Regions from separate parts of the Lactuca sativa genome. Here region 1 is linked to region 2. Evidence: chromatin contacts called from public Hi-C data. All regions are on one chromosome and are shown on one strand. The core of a region is the stretch at or near the end of the contact, and the rest is flanking DNA. Distances in the headings are between cores, read along the strand shown.

Evidence for each region. Hi-C and Micro-C count contacts between places; a contact is called where the count stands out from the background.
Region 1: a contact with region 2 is called in a Hi-C map of leaf, with 5 times the contacts expected there. The contact joins the promoter of LOC111919476 here to the promoter of LOC111919475 in region 2. A contact is called at or near these places in 2 of 4 Hi-C or Micro-C datasets (both in leaf).

Annotation. Positions count from the first base shown.
Region 1 is chr4:379,252,895-379,256,143 of Lsat_Salinas_v11, reverse strand. LOC111919476 (LRR receptor-like serine/threonine-protein kinase RPK2) reads right to left here and starts at 1,749. Exons shown (of 1, transcript XM_023915025.3): 1 at 1-1,749. The coding sequence starts at 1,546.
Region 2 is chr4:378,969,637-378,972,788 of Lsat_Salinas_v11, reverse strand. LOC111919475 reads right to left here and starts at 1,253. Exons shown (of 3, transcript XM_023915023.3): 1 at 886-1,253; 2 at 670-793. The coding sequence starts at 1,139.

The DNA.
Region 1 (3,249 bases), core at 500-2,999, 280 kb before region 2:
CTGTTCTTGAAATGGGTATGGAAGATAACCCGCCCGTGAAATTGTTGTTACCGATGTTATGAATTACTGCAAGATTCCTGTTATCGGTTGGTAAAAACAAAGAATTTACCGTTTTCGATGCGAAAAACTGAAGGTATGTTGATGAGGGATTCAAGGGTTCGCAGGTGGTGTTGTGAAAAGACGGAATTGACCCTGAGAGGTGATTGCTACTGACATCGAACACTGTCATACAAGGGACACGAAGTTTGTCACTGATTTCACCGGTTAGCTTGTTGGAGCTCAAATCAAGAAAATTTAGGTTTTTGCAGATATTGAATCCTTTGGGGATTTCACCGGAGAAAAGATTCTGGGCCAGGTTGATCATTTCCAAGCTGCCACATGTCCCCCAATTGTCGGGAAACCTGCCCTCTAATGTCGCTCTTGGTGCCCATAAAAGTTTTAGATTTGGGAGAGTGGTGATTTCAGAGGGGATTGTACCTTCAAAGTAATTGAACTCGTCTTCTGGAGCTAATTGCAAGAAATTGTTGTCAGGAATGGAAAAAGTGGGAATTGGATTGAACAAGTTGGAGAAGACGACGATTGATAAGTTCAAACAGCTTCCGAGTTCCCGTGGGATTGGGCCACTGAGACTATTTCTTGAAATATCCAAAACTTGAAGCGTTTTAAGTCTACCGAGTTCAATCGGGATTTCTTCTTGAAGTAAATTCGAGTACAATAAGAGGGATTGTAACTTGGTACAGTTCCCTAAGCTTGATGGAATCCCACCGACCAAAAGATTTCCGGCAAGTTCTAGATTCTCGAGATTACCACAATTGTAGCCGATTTCAATCGGAATGTTCCCGGATAATTGGTTAAAAGAGAGGTATAATCCTCTTAAATCCCCAAATTTGTCGAGAAATATTGGAATTGAACCGTTGATGTGATTCCCTGCGAGATTCAAGACCTGTAAATTTTTGAATTGGGATACTGAATTTGGTATCTCGCCGGATATCTGATTAAACCCCAAATTGAGAACTCGGAGGCTTTTTAGACCAGTGAAGTGAGACTGTAAGTTGCCGTGAATCGAATTCCCTTCAAGATCAATCACTTCTAATTTCTCCATACCCCAAATTTCAGAAGGGATTTCACCACTCAAATCGTTGAAAGGAAGTGATAAAATTCGGAGTTCTGAAAGCTTAGAGATCGCGGATGACAAATTGCCCACTAATTTGGCGTTAAGATCCAAACAATTCTTTACAATTCCAAATCCATACAAGGGAAACTGATTATATTTAGAACAGGTAAAGTCTCCGGAGTTACCTCCACCTGTGATGTTAATCGCCACAACCCTAGAATCTGACCCGCAAGTGACTCCGATCCACGAACAGTGATCCGAACTGCTTAAATTCCAGCTCATTAGCACTCCTGAAAGATCCGAAACAGCAGCCTTGAACTCCAGAAGCGCCGATTTGTCGGAATCATCGCCAGAAACAGCATGGAAGTAAGACGTAGTGAATACCAACAAGGTAATTAACAAGAAGTTAAATGGTTTGTGAAGACGACCCATTACTGAACCCTTTTGAGGGTTCGAAAAGAATTGAATCTTGGTAAGAAGGGGTTAGTTTAAAGATCTGATGTGTGGAAAACGGGTTTTGTTCAAAACCCTAACCCTAAAATTGGTGTTTGGGGAGAGAGAAGAGAGAACATGGAGAGAGATTGAACAGTGGGAGTTCATTGAGAAAACGCGTTTGTAAATTTGTTTTTAGCATTCAATTTGTTTCCACTTTTCCAATTTTAAATAACAACTTTTACATATATTTTTGCAATGTAAGATTTATGATAAAAAAGATATACACTTTATTATTTGAAATGTATATTATAAATTTATAATTAGCAGGAAACAAATAACTTTTATTTAAATAGTTGAGGTTTTTTGTAACTGATAAAAAATGAAAATATTAATATGATTATATAAGTGTGTTATTTGTTTTCAAAATAATAATAACTATGATTTTATCTGCTATCATGTATTGTTGTGGCAGTAATAGATTTAAAAAGTACTAAAAAGTAAGTTGCTACATGTTAAAAATAGACGAAAATGTAGTTTCTGTTTGTAAAGTGAAAAATAGACAAACTCGAATTTATCGATATATACATAAAAAAAATAAAGTAAGTTTTTTTTAAAAATAATAATATTGAACGAGAGTTATAAATTTATATTGAAACGTTGAATACATCGAATTATACTGACACATACATAAAAGATTGATTTTTTTAAGTTAACGAATGATAGTTATTAAGGAAAATCAGATTATGTATATTGCTAGGGATAAACGAAAGTTTAGAAAATAAATAGTGAAACTTATGATTTACAAAGTTCAAAGTTGAAGGAGCCAAAATGACATTTTAAAAATTAGAGGGGTGGAAAATGTCATCTTATAAAGTAAATGGTGTATATTGTCGATAGTAAAAGCAGAAGGTGTCAAAGTTTTATTTTAAAAAGTAAAGATGTGTAAATAGTCATTTTTCAAAGTAGAAGGGTGCTAAGAAAATGTCCTCTACAAAGTAGAGGGGAGCAATGATATCGATGGTAAAAATCTAGATGGTCAAAAAATGACATTTTAAAAGTTAGAGGGTATCATTTCTTAAAGTAAAATGTGCAAATTATCAACATCCACCAACCACCAACATTCTCTTTTAATATATATATATATATATATATATATATATATATATATATATATATATATATATATATATATATATATATATATATATATATATATATATATATATATATATATATATATATATATATATATATTACCTATTTACCCACGTCAAGCGACAAGTACGAGTAGATTCTTTCATAAATTAGTTTCTAGAGACAATTAATTTTTTGTGAAAAGCGACAAGCGGCTAATAGTTTCTTTGTGGCTGCTGGAAAAATATGTGGGGTGATATTATTAATTATAAAAAAATACCGACTGAACTTGATATTTCTGGAATCGGGACCATATTTGAATATTTTTTCTTTTGTATCTTTTTTTTGGACATAAACCCTTTGGTGATATTCATTGTATATTTCTTCTTTTATCAACCCAAAAAAACAACAATTTGTTCAACAAATGAACATGTTTATCAGCAATGTTGCAAGTAAAAAAACATTATCATAAATTGTGCATCTCAATTTACTCAATCTAAGCCATTTTGTTTAGCCACACATACATACCAGTAACACTTCTATGAAATTATTATTTCTCACATTTA
Region 2 (3,152 bases), core at 4-2,503:
ATAATAAAAAAAACTTAATAGGATAACAAAGTATTAAAATTATAAAAAATACTATTATATATTTTTTTTATATATGTATTACCAACCAATTATAATTTTTATATACCTATGATTACATACTTTACATTTATTCAAAACTTGTATTACCAGTTACAATAGGTCACTAGCAACTAACATGTCACATGGCTATTGATGGTTAGTGACGTGAATTTAACTGTTTATTATGTACCATTATATATATATATATATATATATATATATATATATATATATATATATATATATATATATATATATATATATATATATATATATATATATATATATATATATATATAATTTGTTCAAAAACTACCCTTTCAAAAAATACATATTATTTGGGTTTAGGGTTGAATTCTATTGGGCCAAAAATATCAAATGAAACACCATCATCCACTTAACCATTTTTCGCAGATGGATATTGGACTATCAATTTTAAAAGAAAAAACACAACGAAAAAAAAAACCGTGTACATGAAAATATTGTACCTTGTGTAACTTTGACGAAAAAAAAACCGTGTACAAAAAATACATATTATTAGGGTTTAGCTTGTTTAACTTTGACGAAGTTAATATGACCATAAAATCTACAAAGATGATGAGTAATTGAGTACGCATGATAATATCGTACCTTGTGTTGTTCTTTATTTGTAGTAGACGAATTTAGTAACGGGAGAGATGACTTCTTGGACGTGGTTCTTGCAAGTATGACCTTTGAAACAGGGGACATGATCAAATCAGTAGGACTCGTATACCTATAAAATAATACATACCCATAAATTCTAACAATCATTTTTGTAAAATAATCAGAAAAAAAAACTGATTACATTTCTGGGTATTTGAAAACCTTCGGTATAATAAGAGGAGTAGGAGTAACTGCCGTCGGAACTGGTGGCCTGAACAACGGCCGTGTTTGTGGTGGCGATGGAGATTTGGGGGATGTTTGATCCATTGATCGTAGTTTTTATTTATTTTATTTTTTTTCAGAGAGAAATGTGATAAAAATGGTGTGTATGTATGTGTATGTGTGTGTGTTTTGAGGGAGAAGAAGGCAAGAAAGTGGGTGGTAATAGGATGGTGGGAGATGGTAGAGAGAACCATCCAATTTTGTGGGCCACGGTGGCGGTGGTGGTTTTGTCTTACCTTTTGAAAATAAGATATATTTTCCGGTGGACTTCAAATTTTTGTATCTCAATCCATTTCATCAAAATTATTTGATTCTTTTTATCTTTTTTGTAACAAAGGACAAAATTTAAAGATATAGCAAAAAGACAAAACCAATTGAAAGGGATATGATTAGGTAATAAAGTTATCTAAATTAGGAATATGATTAGGGGTGAATATGCTACGGAATCAATTATTTTTTATTCAAAATTCAAAAAATTCAAAGTTAATTGAACGTCAGATGAAACTTTTTAATTCTTAATAAAGTAGAAACTATGTGACTTAATTTTTGAAAATAAATATTAAATTAGTCTTTTAGCACTTGATCCACACGGATTATGTTATTTACTCAAAATAATTATTTCAACAATAAAAATAAAAAAAGAAACCTTTAATTCCAAAAAACACAATTCAACCTTGTATCAAGTAATGAGTTAGGCATCTTGGGTTTGAATTATGGCGTTGGACTCGTTAAATTGGGCTAGTAGAAGGCTTGAATTTATTATATATTAATGGTCAAACATAGACTTTGAGCTCTTCTTGGATAATTAATTTATATTTTTATTTTTATAAATCCGAAATTAATTTTAATTAACTAATTTTTTATTTAGTAAAATTTTATTAATTAGAGACTTAACTGCTTGACAGTTTTTAGCAGCATGGCCGACTCCCAGATTTTAAGAACCCTGTGCTAAGAAGAAAAATAAGACCCTAAATTAATATATAAAGAAAACAAACTTAAGACGGTGAAAACTTAAAAGTAAATAAATTAACTAAAAAGAAACATATGAAACTTTATAAAAAAGTTCAAGGGCCAATTATGTAACTTTTAAAAAATTGATTTGTTAAAGCTACTGAAAGGAGGATTGATTATGAAATATAAAACAAAAACTAATGGCCAAAATTGTAAATTGAATTTAAAACTTCAAAATGTGATGACATGAATCAAACCTACGTTGCTTCAAACTAAATTACACACTTATACCAGATACCCTACACAAACTTTATGCAAAACTTTGAAAATTTCATATATATTTAGTTATTAAATATATAATTTAATTAAAACTCAGATCCTATTTTTTTCGTGGCCCTGTGCGACCGCCCCTCTTCCCCCCCCCCCCCCCCCCCCCCCCCCTCCCTCCTAAAACCGGGCCTATTTAGCAGGTAGTTTCAGTTGGTGGTTTACAACCACCATTGGAAGACTATAAATACATGGAATCATACAGAAATTGAAGACTAATGAAACACACACTTTCTCTCAAAAATTTGTTATTTATATCATAAGGGATCATGTCGATTTTCGTCATATTCAAGATATGTTCTTAAATTAACTGTTACATCCTCAATACAGACCTATTACATGACAATTTCTGTCTTAGGACACTACAATTCTCAGACCTCAATCTACATATTTTCGTATTTGTGATTATGTTGTAAATATCAACATTCAAGTATGTTTTTCTATTATGAATCTTGAAGATAAATTTGATTTATTTGTTTTTCTATTTGTTGTATTTCGTGTTTTGATTACTTTTGTCATAACAATATATGGATTGAAAAATGGTCATTGGTATCATGTGTTTGAAAAGAATTAATATCTATTATAATGGTTGTGAGTTCAAGTCTAGTTATATATAAATGTATAGCTTATTAGTAGGGTTTAGAGGCGTGAGTTAGCCGTTAAAAATAAAATATAAAAAAACATATGGATCAAAATAAACAAGTATTACAAGTATATTTTAACTTTGCCATTGATGTTGATTTTGTATTTGTCATAAATTAATGGTTAAATAACTCCGAAAAGAATCCGGAATAGAATAATGGACCAAATTTTGGTCGTAAAAGTTAAAACTAAACAAAATTAAAATATATTATTATTTTAAAATAATATAAGTTGTTTAAAACAAACATGAGCATAAAACACTTCTACTATTTTAGTATATTATAAGA